Regions from separate parts of the Mus musculus genome. Here region 1 is linked to region 2. Evidence: chromatin contacts called from public HiChIP or PLAC-seq data. All regions are on one chromosome and are shown on one strand. The core of a region is the stretch at or near the end of the contact, and the rest is flanking DNA. Distances in the headings are between cores, read along the strand shown. Region 1 has its middle 26 kb from the start of Marco. Region 2 holds the start of Steap3 (STEAP family member 3).

Region 1 (6,317 bases), core at 246-2,745, 270 kb before region 2:
GAGAATGTGACCATGTGCACAGGGCATGGAACGGACATCTTGTCGAAATGTTCCTAAACATGGGAAGGGCCTGGGGGAGTTTGTGTCTTTCTAGCCAAGAGTGTCAGCAGAGATAGGGACAGAAAAGCAGCAACTCTGTCACTAGTACTGGGAGAGTCCCTTTTCTCTTAGGGCCCTGCTTTTGTGAGGAAAAGAATTCAAGGACAGGCTAGTGAGAAGCAGTGTTGGAGTCCATTCGTTTATTGTGTGTGTGAGAGTGCAGGCACAGGTGTGCCAGTGGCACATGGAGAGGACAGAGGATAACTTTTGGGAATCAGTTCCCACTGTCACCTGGTGAATCCCAGGCATGGAACTTAAGTTGTCAGGCTGTATGCATCACTTTTACCCACTGAGCCATCTCACCAGCCTGAGTTGCTGTTTCTTGAATATAAAGGGACAGGGGAGTGATTTAACTCTATTTTAAGTAAAATATATTTAAAAATAGGAAGAAAGGTGTTCAGGGGCAGAAGAGAGTCAGAGAGCATGGGTTCAGGCTTTCAAAGATGAGTAGTTGTGAGCTGTTTCTCACTGTGGGTGTGTATAGGGTTTGAGGGCTCCCGAGTTAAAGCTCTAACCCTGATAAAAAGCACCCTTAACATTGCTCAGAGGGAAGTGGGAAGTAAAAGAATTTTCTTGTTATAAAAAGTTGCAAGCTGGTTTTCTGAAGGGTTTTCTTAGATGTCGGGTGAGAGGATCCTCAGCATTACTAGGCCATTTGAGGTCACAGATAAACACAGGTTTTATGATCTTTGGTGGTGAGGTCTTTAGGACAACATGTGCTGTCTCAGTCGGCAATTTGGACATTATCAGCGGTGTCCAAAGCCCCCTGACTTCCTCAGCAGGAAGGAGCAAGTGAAGCCCAGGGTGGCCTTTTCCTTTCCCGTGTCCCCATGACTTTCCCCTGTGTTCCTCTCCTGCCTCAAGAGGACAGTGACAGGCCTGGTTGTTCCACCAGGCTTGCCCACCGCCTTCTGTGGCCCATGACATCATGATGAGCTTTGCGGACTGAGCAGCAGCTGAGTTCTGAAGCCTCAGCAGCTTCTGCTTTCTCTCTGAGCCCCTGTTCCTCTGTGAGGTGGGTTTGCATACATCTTTCCTGCTGATGTGCCTGGCTCACAGGCTGTAGCCACAGCGTGCCCACAAACCTCAGGGACAGTCCCCATCAGCATCCACTAATGCTCTGGAACTCACAAGGGAGATCCCTAAAGAGGAGAGCTACCGTTTTTATCGTCATGGTGAAACCATCTCACTCTGACCCCTCCCTCTCACTGCCCCCATCCTTAACCCCCATTCTGTTCCCCCCACTCTTATCCCCCATGCTGACCCCTCTACTCTGAACCCTGACTCAAACACCCTTACCTTTACTATCTTAATTTGAAGATCTCCTTTGACCACCTCACTATGACTGGAAGTAAAGGCCAGAGGAGATGGATGGACCTAGCTTTGCTCTGAGCCCTGGAGAGGCTGTCTGAACTGTCTAGTCACTCTGCATGGTTGCCTGCCTCCTTGCCAGAGTAGAAGCCCCTAGAGAAGACCAGGAGGCATTGCAATGCTCTCTCTCTCTCTATCTCTCTCTCTTTCTCTGTCTCTCTGTCTCTCACATAAACACACACACACACACACACACACACACACACACACACACACACACACTGCACGGGGATGGTTCTTGCTGGCTACTGAAGAATTGAGAAGTTGGGAAACTCGAGGAAGAGGAGGCTCCTGGATATTGTCCTCTGGCCCCATGAGAGGCCACTCCTACTTCCCCTGTTCTTTCTAAAGTTTGACTCTTGAAATATGAAAACCCAACCATGAGTCTGCAGATTTTTATTTATGCAAGTGAGGAGTTTCCAAGCCCATGATTTTATTTTGACCCAAGCTGAGGTGGAGAATCTACAATAGAAAATCACTTCTCTGTTCCAGATTACACCAGCCTTGACCCTGCCTGAGACAAGGCCAGTCTTCTCGCAGGCTAGGGTCTTGGACTGAGGCAGAGGGAAAAGGTGAAGGCAAGACAGAAAAAAATTATCAAAGTGGAAGACCCAGTGGGGATATTTCCAGCACAATATGATGCTGTAATTGGGAGCCACAGGAAAACAGGCCATGCTTGCTTATGACCTCTAAGGGGATGGCCAGAGTTTGTCCAGGCTTCTTGTCGTGAGCACTGCTTCAAAAGAGTCCTTGTACCCACATCAAAAAACATAGCACAAATGCTTTCTTAGACATAAGGCCAAATTGCTCATCAAAAGAGGTTTAGAGACCCCCGCCCCCCCCCAGCATCTCAGTCATGAGAATGACCTCTTACCTGTTTATTCCCCCCCAGCATCTCAGTCATGAGAATGGCCTCTTGCATGTTTATCCCCCACACCAGCATCTCAGTCATGAGAATGACCTCTTACATGTTTACTGCGCCCCCAGCATCTCAGTCATGAGAATGGCCTCTTGCATGTTTATCCCCCCCCCCCAGCTTCTCAGTCATGAGAATGACCTCTTACATGTTTATTCCCCCCCCCAGCATCTCAGTCATGAGAATGGCCTCTTGAATGTTTATCCCCCCCCCCCCAGCGTCTCAGTCATGAGAATGACCTCTTACATGTTTATCCCCTCCAGCATCTCAGTCATGAGAATGGCCTCTTGCATGTTTATCCACCCCACCGCCCAGCATCTCAGTCATGAGAATGACCTCTTACATGTTCACTCCCCCCCACCCCCAGCGTCTCAGTCATGAGAATGGCGTCTTTTACTCAGATGTTTGGGCCAGCTTTTTGTTCTTTGTATCCCAACATGTTCAAAACTGGAAGCCCTATCTTTTATGACTCATTTTTTTTTTACCCTGAAAAAGCATTTTTGTCCATTTTCCTACTTTTAGTTGTGCTCTTTACATGTGGAGATGTCATTTGCAAAAAATGTTTTTTTTTTTCTTAATGGAGATGGAATACATGTGTCATGAGAGCAGAAGGGGTGATGATTTGGGGGAAAGGAAACCAGGAAAAGGAAGGCAAGGACCAGGGAGGAGAACAATGGCGTAGCAGGGTGGATTGAGACAACGTATAATGACACACCTATTTGAAAATGTCAAGATGAAAACCATTGCTTTGTTTAAAATTTATTCTTAATTTATCATATTTAAAACAAAACTTCCTATCTCCCTATCTGGCTAGCTGGAACTTTGATGTGGTCAATGTTCCTGGTTGGAAATTTCTTTCATATTCCTATAGTCAGATCATCTCTTTTACATCTGACTTGTGTGCCTTTTTATTTATTCATTTATCTATTGTAACAGGTTGCTGACCAATCGCCCCAATGTAATTTATTAAAAGGGTCCAAACACACACACACACACACACACACACACACACACACACACACACACACCCCTGCAAAACATTTTTGTTAGTATTTTTAATGTACTTATTTTAATGTACATTAGATTCGTAAATTCATGTAGGAACAGTTGACAGCATTTTAACATTGTTTCTTTTTACCCAAATCATTAATTTACATTGTGGGGAAACCGTTCTCTTTAAGGTCTCAATCTACCATGGCCGAATAGCTCCTCTGAGCTCAGTGCAAAATGGAGGAATCCCTTTTCCAGCAGGGATTCCTTTTCTCTGACTTTATCCCTGGAGCCTGACCTGCCACACCCTCTACCTGGGGAAAGTTGAATAGCCCTTGGAAAACCTACAATTTCAACCCTCCCACTCCCACCCCAGTAAGAATCCACTCAGCAAGTAACTGAGATTCCTGGAATGCCTCTCCATACACATGAGGCATTTCAGGGCTTTAAACTCCAGTCAATGATTTCCATTTACCCTGAAAACTCCTTCCCACTCTTCAGGGTCCATACATAGCACTGGTTTGCTCCTAATAAAGTATATGTGAGCTCCCCACAGACCACTAGAGACCACCAAGAATCCAATTTGTATGCAAAAGCAAAGAGTCTTTATTCAAGATTGAGCTCAGACCCTCCATCCTCTCAGTGGGTGGATATGGAATGTCCCGAGCTGGTGAAGCCCAATCTCTCTGGCATGACCAGGACCCTGCAGACCCCACCCACTTCAACCATGTAAACAGCATCATCTGGATCCTAAGAGAGAGGAAGTGGGGGATGTGGAACCACAGCTGTATCCCAAACATGCTTCATTTGAATTTGGAAAAATTGAAAAAGTATTTATTTTAGTTTTTACTCCCCCAACCCTGAAAATACATTTCTCTCTCTCTCTCTTTCTTTCTTTCTTTCTTTCTTTCTTTGTTTCTTTCTTTCTTTCTTTCTTTCTTTCTTTCTTTCTTTCTTCCTTCCTTCCTTCCTTCCTCTCTTTCTCTTTTTCTTTCTTTTTTCCTTCCTCTCTCTTTCTCTTTTTCTTTCTTTTTTCTTTCCTCTCTTTCTCTTTTTCTTTCTTTTTTCTTTCCTCTCTTTCTCTTTTTCTTTCTTTTTTCCTTTCTCTCTCTTTCTCTCTGTCTCTCTCTTTCTCTCTCTCCCTCTCTCTCGCTCTGTTGCTCTCTTTTTTCACTTTTCAAGACAGGGTTTCTCTGTGTAGCCCTGGCTGTCCCGGAACTCAGTCTGTAGACCAGGGTGGCCTTAAACTCAGAGATCTGCCTGCCCCTGCCTCGAATGCAGGGATTAGAGCTGTGCATCACCACTGCCTACCTGAGGCTTGGTTTCTCTGTTGCATGTATTGTTAGATATTTCATCTCTTTCTTCACAATATTAGCGAGATAGTTTCTTATATTCTGTTTCAAATTGGTAGCTGTCTACAGTAAGAAACCATGATTGCATTTTGATTTTTTCAACCTTCTTCCTGTACTTTCTTTATACATTTTATTATATTTCAGTTCTTTTATTTATTGGTAGCTTTTAGATATGTAATTATATAGGTTGATAGTAGTAATTTCATTGGAAATGATCACTTTGGATATTAGACACCATTAAACTGTCTCCTTCCCTGCCTTAAAATCCAGATCTTCAACGCCCACACCCTCTTGTCTTCATGGGAATGGCCTTCATTTCTACTTCCACAATACCCCTTAGCCTGCGCAGCCCAAGTGCACTGGAGACTTTACTCTCCTTCACAGTGGCAAGGCCTGAGGCTCATACCTGAAGAAAATGGTATCTTCATTGACCTCTGGACTCAGCCACACACTCAGAAATAATCATGTGGCTCAATTTGGAATACAGTGCAGAGCAAAAATCCTTCCTTCTGTCTGGGATTGAGGCGGTGTCAGTATTTATGTGTATACCTAAAAGCAGAGATGGCATCTTGTTAACACCACTGATTTATGAACTAGACCACTGGCACCAGCTAGGCAGCAGCTGAGCCTCGGGGCCACTATCCTTTCAGTTCAATCATCTGAAGACAGGCACTCTGAGATGTAGGAGCAGGAATAAACATTGAGAGACACCGATGCCTTTTGAATGACAGGCTACAATTGTGAACACCATTGGTGCACGGGTTTGAATGAAAACGGATGACCCAATCTCTAGTCTCATAGGGAGTGGCACTATTAGGAGGTGTGGCCTTGTTGGAGGAAGTGTGTCACTAAAGAGCTTGGAGATCTCAGAAGCTCAAGCCAAGTCCAGAGGTTCATAGTCACTTCCTGCTGTCTGTGAATGCAGCGATGTAGAACCTCAGCTCTCTCTCCAGCACCATGTCTGCCTGTGTGGTGCCATGCTTCTGGACATGATGATAATGAATTAAGCCTCTGAAACTGTAAGGCAGCCCCAACTAATGTCTTCTTTTTATAAGAGTTGCTATGGTCTGGTGTCTGTTCACAGCAATAGAAACTCTAAGACATTTGGTAATGTTTGATTTTCCTTTAAATACGCTAACGTGGGAATTCAGGGTAATGTGACCCTGTAACTGACAGATTTTATCTTCTTCCTTGAGCCCCCACCCTGGCTGCTGTGAGCAGAAGAGTGTCAGCCAAGGATATAGGGAAACCTCCCTCACACCAGACCAGCTGCTATGAATATTGCATAGGTATACAGTTCTCTAGAGGAACAAAACCAATAGAATGGAAGGTTATTAAAAGAACATTTATTACACTGTCTTACACAATCATCTGGGTCATCCAACAATGGCTGACTCATACTGGAGAGACTGAGAATCTAGTAGGAACTGGGTCCGCAAGATTGGAGGTCTCAGCGGTTCCAAGCTGACAATGAAGGCCTGGGAAATTCCTGGAGACCCACTGGTTTCAGTTTTAGTGGGAAACTGGTTCTAATACAAAGGAATTTGCAGTTGTAGCAACAAAGTGGATGAACTTACACCACTCTTTCA
Region 2 (6,335 bases), core at 3,764-6,263:
GTCTGCCTTGCTCATCTCTGTCACCAGTGGTCTGCAAAGGGGTTGACAGGAAACAAATGCTTAACCCAGTGTTCCACGGATGAAGAGACGGAAAGGGGCAAGCAATGTCATGAGGGAAAGGGTGGGGATGGGAAACATGGGAGGCTAGTGGCCTCGGAGTCAGCTGGGAGCTCAGGATGGCCCACCTGATCATCTAGAGTTGGATCAGATTACCTGAAGCCTCCTGAGGTCTTCCAGGCCTGATCTGGTTAAGCTTGGATCTCTCCAGTCTGAAGACACCAGATAGATGGATTCCTGGCCCAGCCTGTCTTCTGTCCTTGTTTCAGGATTCTTCCTTCCTTAGCCTCTTCAGAGACAGAGTATTGGGCAGGGTTTCAAGGTGTTAAAAAGTGAAAGTTCTTGATCGAAGTCCAAAGCCACACACCTTCGCAGTGGGTGGGATGAGACAGGTAGGAGAGTCTGGCTTTGTAGCCAGCAAGCAGCGAGTCTGAATCTCAGCCAACACTTCTGGATCTCTGGACTTGGCTCTGCAATTGGTAAGCCTTTCCTGGGCCCTTAGGCACTGTATCCTCATAAAACAGAGAGAGTGCTACCCACGGGCATTCATTATACAGAGCTCCAAGTTGTCAGAGTTTGTTAAGTATCAGGTTCCTCACTCTGCTCCCAAGGGTTTGAGTATTAATGCCATGTGTTTGAGTTTATGTCTATGTCAGGGTGTGTGCAGGTGTGCAAGTGTGTTTTCACATGAGCGGGAAGACCAGACATCAACCTCAGCTGTCATTCTTCTTGCTCCTTGCTCTCTCACTGCTCTGGGTCTTGCCAGTTCAGCTTGGCTGGCTGGCCTGTGAGCCCCAGGGATTGCCTGCTTCCCCGGGTTTGTGATTACAAGTGTGCACCGCCATCCTCAGCTTTTTCATATGGGTTCTGGGGATTGGACTCAGGTCCTCAAGCTTGCAAGGCAAGTAGTTTTATCAACTGAGTTATTTCCCTATGTCAGATTTGAGTATGAATCTGATTGGACCTTCCAGGCTCATGGAGAGAAGACCATCAAAGCCCAGAGTGGAGTCTGACATCCCCTTCTCTGTGACAGGGCTGGCCACAGCTCCAGGCCCCAGCAACCCTTGTTGAGAGTCTGGGCACCTACCTCCAGGACAGGAAAGAGTCTTTCTCTGCTTTCTGCTGTCTGCAAACTGAAACCTTAATAGGCTGAGGCAAGGGTGGAAGGTCTTCTGGGACTTGGGTTCTCTGCCTTCCAACTGAAACTGGATCTGCCTCTTGCTGCCTTCCCTACCCTGCAGAGTGGTTAGGACTTGCTGGGTTGGGCAGGCAGGAGGTGGGTACTTTAAGTACTCTATGAAATTTCCCTCTAGTGTCTGGACCAGGAATGGGCCTCTGGATTTAAAAGGAAGGAGTTTGCCAATTTAGAACCTGTGTTGGCTCCTTTCGTCTGTGAAGGGATGAGTGTGTGCCTCTGTTTTGTAGTGTGTGAAGACATGTACATGCCATGGTTCTTGGGTAGAGGTCAGAGGACAACTCGGGAGACTTTGTGGTCCTCTTGTGTCTTTACAGGTCACCAGGTCAGCAGGTCACCAGGGCTTGTGCTTTAACCATTGACCCATCTTAGCAGTGTTTGTTTCCTTCTCTTGCCCCACCCATGAAACCCCATTTTAATCTGTGAGGTTGTTAAGGTTATGAGGGGGGCTTCTCACATGATATGCAAGTATAAAGTCAGGAAATCATATCTTCTAGTTGACCCCCAAACTGGGCCTATAATCTGTCCCACCCAGCCTCTGACAGAGAGCTTCAGCTCACCCCCTTCCTGTCCTTGGCCTGCTGTGCACTGATGCCATCCCACCTGAAATGACAGTCCTCATTCCTGAGCGGTTAGCTTCCCCACACACCCGAGCCTGGCCCAAGCAATGGTGTGATCCTCCCAACCACATGACTTTTCCAAGGGCCGACTAGCCTTCAGTCTCTTCTTTCAATCCCAAACCAGAGACTCCTTGCCACTCACTCTAGGTCTGTCCAAATCGTGCTTCCTCGTCCAAGTAACAGTTGCAGAGCGCTCACTAGGTGCCAGGCACTCAGACCAGCACAGTTGGCAGTACTACCCAGCTGTTCCACTTCCAAACTCATCTGAAACCTCTGTATTACCAAGTACAAGTAAAGAAAGGCCTCTCTTCCATGTGCCTGGCCCCCCAGAGCAATGTTTTGAGTAGACCTCTGCCCAGTTGCCCCTACAGTGTAAAAGCCCTCCACCAGAAGAGTTAGCCCTCCCAAACAACACATCTTTACCTGTCACCTTGGTCACCCACAGGAGCAACTATGGATATCACCGTTCCGTAGTCAGGTCTGTCTTCCGCTTCATGCCAGCAGCCTGGTGCTTATACATTAATTTCCATGCTGGGAACTAAACACAGGGTTAGAGCATTCTGGGCAAGCGCTCTTACACTGAACTGCTCTCCAGCTCTGATTGCTTGTTTTGTACCTCTTTAGTTCTCAGTTTAGGAGATTAAGCTTGTCCAAACAAGGAGACAGTCCCAAGAGCATCACACTAGCCAATGGCATGGATGTGGAGGAGTATGAGATCAGTGAAGGGTGGAGTGGGTTATCCCAGCACTTGTGAAGAGAGCAAAGCCTTCTTGAGGCTGGTGAGCAGGCCTTCCACAGTGACCACCTCCCCATACTATAGACGCCTGTTACCTGTGGGGTGGAGGTTTGTCATTCTTCCCGGCAGGCTTATGGAGGAGGCAGAACCCCAACAGTGAGGTTGGATGTCTCTGAGGGCAAACTTGTTCTAGGTGGCTGTGACCCAGACCCTCCTGGTGGAGTTGACCTGAACAGTGTGGGATATGACAAGGAGCCAGTGCTCGGTTGTCTGGGTGACCAGCCTTGCCTGTGCAAGGGTCAGAAGCAAACTGGAAGCAGTGGTTGTGTCCAGCAAACCAGTGCCCCCACGAAGACTGAGCCAATGTAAAAGATGACATGAGTCCCTCGGATGGTCCTTAGAGGGATGGCTCCTGACTGGTCAGAGCTAGAAGGGGAGGAAGCAACTGGAGCCCAGACATCAAGAGTTTTGATTGGGCTGGGGGTGGTATTCTGGAAAGCCTTACTCCTAGAGATCCAGGCTCTGTGGCTAGAGATGGACACCTTAATGCACCTCTGTTTTCCCCGAGCAAAGCCCCAATGGGAGCAGGTAGAACCCTAAGGAACTACAGAGAGAGTATGTTAGCTCCTTTCCACTTCACCCAGCAGGTGTCTTTTCCTGGGGAAGTGTCCCTTCCTCTCAGAACTGCTACTCTAAGGGGACCTGGAGATCACCCAGCAACCTTGTCTGGGACACAGTAGGCTAAAGGGCTCCTGTACTGAGTCAGGAATTCTGTCCCAAATCCTGCTGCTCAGAGCTTTGGGTGACTCTGGGGCTCACTGGTGATGGAGAGTCCTCCTTGAACCCCACTGCCTCCGCAGGCATCTTCCAGCATCAAGGGAGCACAGCTCAGAATGAGGGACTAGGGGTGATGCACAGGTTTCTATCCTCAGCTGATACTGTCCAGGGATCACATGGTACCCCAGCAACAGAGAGCAGATTCAGACAACAGGCAAACACTGAGTAACCTGTGTCTTTAAGGGCTTCCATAGTCACTGTTTTACTTAATGGTCAAAATAGGGAACACTGGGGATGTAGGCAAAGTCCAAAGTCTTGCTTATTATGTATGAAGTCCTGGGCTCCAACCAAAGACCCACATAAACTGGACATAGTAGAGTATCCCTGTAATCCCAAGTACTGGGGAGGCAGGGGCTGAAGGATCAAGGGTTCAAGGTCTTTCTTTAAGACCAACCTGGTCTAAGTGAGACCCTCAGAGTAGGAAAGAAGCCTTCCCAAGGTCACACTGTTAGCATGCGGTTAAACTCAAGTTCATATTTAGGGCAACCAACTGCTAACCTAGCCTTACTTGTTGATTCAGAGTGGGTAAATGTTGTCCAGGACTACAGGAGCTGATAGATGCCGACAACAGGGAATTGTATTTCCAAGGAAGTGGGATTTGGGTGGGTCAGGAGTATATTCAAACTCAGATGGAAAGAGCAGGCCAAGAGCAAGAGAGTCACAGGTCAGGGCATGAAGAAAGAGAAAACAAAACCAGTCTCTGTATTGGCCTGCACTGGACTCCATGTGATTCCAGAATCTAGCCCTACCCCCAAGAGGCTTTACTGTTAGGGACAGACATAAGAGGACTGCCAGTCAGAGCAATATGGACCTGCTCTAGTTGCTGGTCCTTATAAAGCCACAGACTGGGACGTGTGTGCTTAGCAACAGACTTCACTGGGCTGCAAGTTTGCTAGTTCTGACACGCTGAAGACAGTCAGATATGCCCATACACAAGCCCAGACAGCACCGTTCCTGAACTCTGGGCTGCCCTCAAAGCCTTGGAACCCAGCAGTCAGCAGCCAGCAGCGAGTGGGCGTGTGCCCTTATCTACCATTTCCAGTGAAATGATAATAGAGCGGTCTGTCCATCATCTTCTGCTATAGGCACTGTCTGGCATGTGGTGACAAAGAAGATCCCCCTATCAGCACAAACTGCTGAGAGAATTCTCGAGAAGCCTGTAACAGCCATGGTGATTGCAATGAATTACCCTCCTAGAAATTGATCATTCGCTACTTTCTGTTACCATAATGCTGGCTTTGTACCTCCAAGGGTCTCAGTGTCTCTGCCCAACCTCTCCATGACATTTATTCATTTTATGCATCCTGGCTTCAGCTTGCCATCCTGCCTCAATTCCTGTACCAAAGACTCTGCAGTCTGAGCCACTAATTACTTCAGTGAGGTTTCCTCCCCAAACAGGAAGTCTCCCGCAGAATTGCTCTCTCAGGGCACTCTCTAACCGAACATCAGCCACCTCTCCAGGGGCCAGTCCCTGTGGCCAGCTGTAGGTGGGCAAACTGAGAGGGGAGGTGTCCCAGTTACCCACGCCCTAGAAGGGCCCGTGGCCGTCCCAATTCTGAAAAACCCCAGTCAGACTGCCGAAGGTGGAGACTTTAGTCAGAAGAGGCGACTTGCAGCGGGGTTGTCTGGGCATTCTAAAACTTCAGACCTCCCCTGAGGCCAGATGGCGCAGTCACCTGTTGCTGGTAAGTCTGTTGGGGCTCCAGGGCAGCTACCAGATTCACTTACTAGTACGCCATCCTCTGGTCCACTTGAGAGTGCTGTTCTTTGAAGGTCTGCAGATTTTACCAGAGCCCAGAGAGAGCAGTGTTTCCCTGAGAGTTGCACAGCCTCAGCCTGGCAGCAAGGAGCACAGTAGAATAAGATCTTGTCAAAATAAAGCAGGAGATTGATTGTCTGCTGTGTGTATTTCAGGGCCACCTTCTCAGGGAGGGCGTTCAGGCAGTAAACACAAGAGCCTCTTCAGAGTGCAGGGCTCTGGTTTGCACACACAGAGAAAGCAGCGGCTTCGTGGGTTTTAGTGTGTGTTGCTTTAAAAAAAAATTAATGTTCATGATGTATTTCTGAGGAATGTGGGCCCGTCGGGAATTATAAATTTTACACAGAACTGCCGGCTGCGAGTAATCGAACTGGATTTTTCTAGAAGGATTTGAAAAGCTAGATGTTTGTAAAAGCTCTATCAATTATTCATTTGCTTTTATTCTGCAAAGTGATGTGGAGAGAAAATGCTGTTTTCTAACAGATCAAACTTGTGTGCATGAGTGTGTGTGTCTGTGTGTGTGTATGTGTGAGTGTGTCTGTGTGTGTGTGTGTCTGTGTGTGTGAGAGTGTGTGTGTGTGAGTGTGTGTGTGTGTGTCTGTGAGTGTGTGTGTGTCTCTGTGTGTGTGTGTGAGTGTGTGTGTGAGTGTGTGTGTGTGTGAGTGTGTCTGTGGGTGTGTGTGTGAGAGAGAGTGAGTGTGTGTGTGTGTGTGTGTGTGTGTGTGTGTGTGTGTGTGAGTGAGTGTGTGTGGGGGGAGGCCTGGCTTATGTGCATGGACTTTGTTTCCTCTTCGGCAGGCACAAAACTGCCATCCTTTTAAAAAAAAATAATGATTTTTATGATGTCTAAATAACAATCCCAGGTAGTATTGCAAGAAACGTAACAGCAAAATGTTTGTAAGAGTCCATCTGATAGGGGAGATGCCCACAGAGAAAACAGAAGTGTGCCACTTAGGACATGTTTGATGTCATTAGCTTTTATTTTGTTTGGGGCAGAGCCTGCTGTAGCCCAAGCTGGTCTCAACCTCATCATGTAACTAAGGACAATTTGGAACTTCTCATTCTCCTGCCTCTACCGCCCAAATATGGAAATGACAAATACACACTACCACGATGTTTGTATGGTTCTAG

The links. HiChIP or PLAC-seq counts read pairs in DNA pulled down with a chosen protein or histone mark.
Region 1: a contact with region 2 is called in an H3K4me3 HiChIP or PLAC-seq map of bone marrow-derived macrophages, with 2.6 times the contacts expected there. The contact joins the enhancer-like site here to the promoter of Steap3 in region 2. A contact is called at or near these places in 8 of 39 promoter capture datasets (the 3T3-L1 cell line, 3T3-L1-derived adipocytes, embryonic stem cells and 3 more), 1 of 15 datasets of contacts at CTCF or cohesin (the NIH/3T3 cell line), 7 of 115 datasets of contacts at active chromatin or transcription factors (bone marrow-derived macrophages, embryonic stem cells, microglia and 1 more) and 2 of 9 other capture datasets (adipose tissue and embryonic stem cells).

Annotation. Positions count from the first base shown.
Region 1 is chr1:120,527,494-120,533,810 of GRCm38.p6, reverse strand. No RefSeq gene overlaps it. Among named protein-coding and RNA genes, the nearest start is that of Marco, 26 kb to the right of the region's middle. Within about 2 kb of position 1,495, at least 29 of the 459 cell types and tissues checked have an H3K27ac peak or open chromatin away from gene starts, as enhancers often do. A contact at or near this core is called in bone marrow-derived macrophages, where this site is marked.
Region 2 is chr1:120,257,556-120,263,890 of GRCm38.p6, reverse strand. Steap3 (STEAP family member 3) reads left to right here and starts at 5,013. Exons shown (of 5, transcript NM_001379355.1): 1 at 5,013-5,130. The coding sequence starts at 5,109.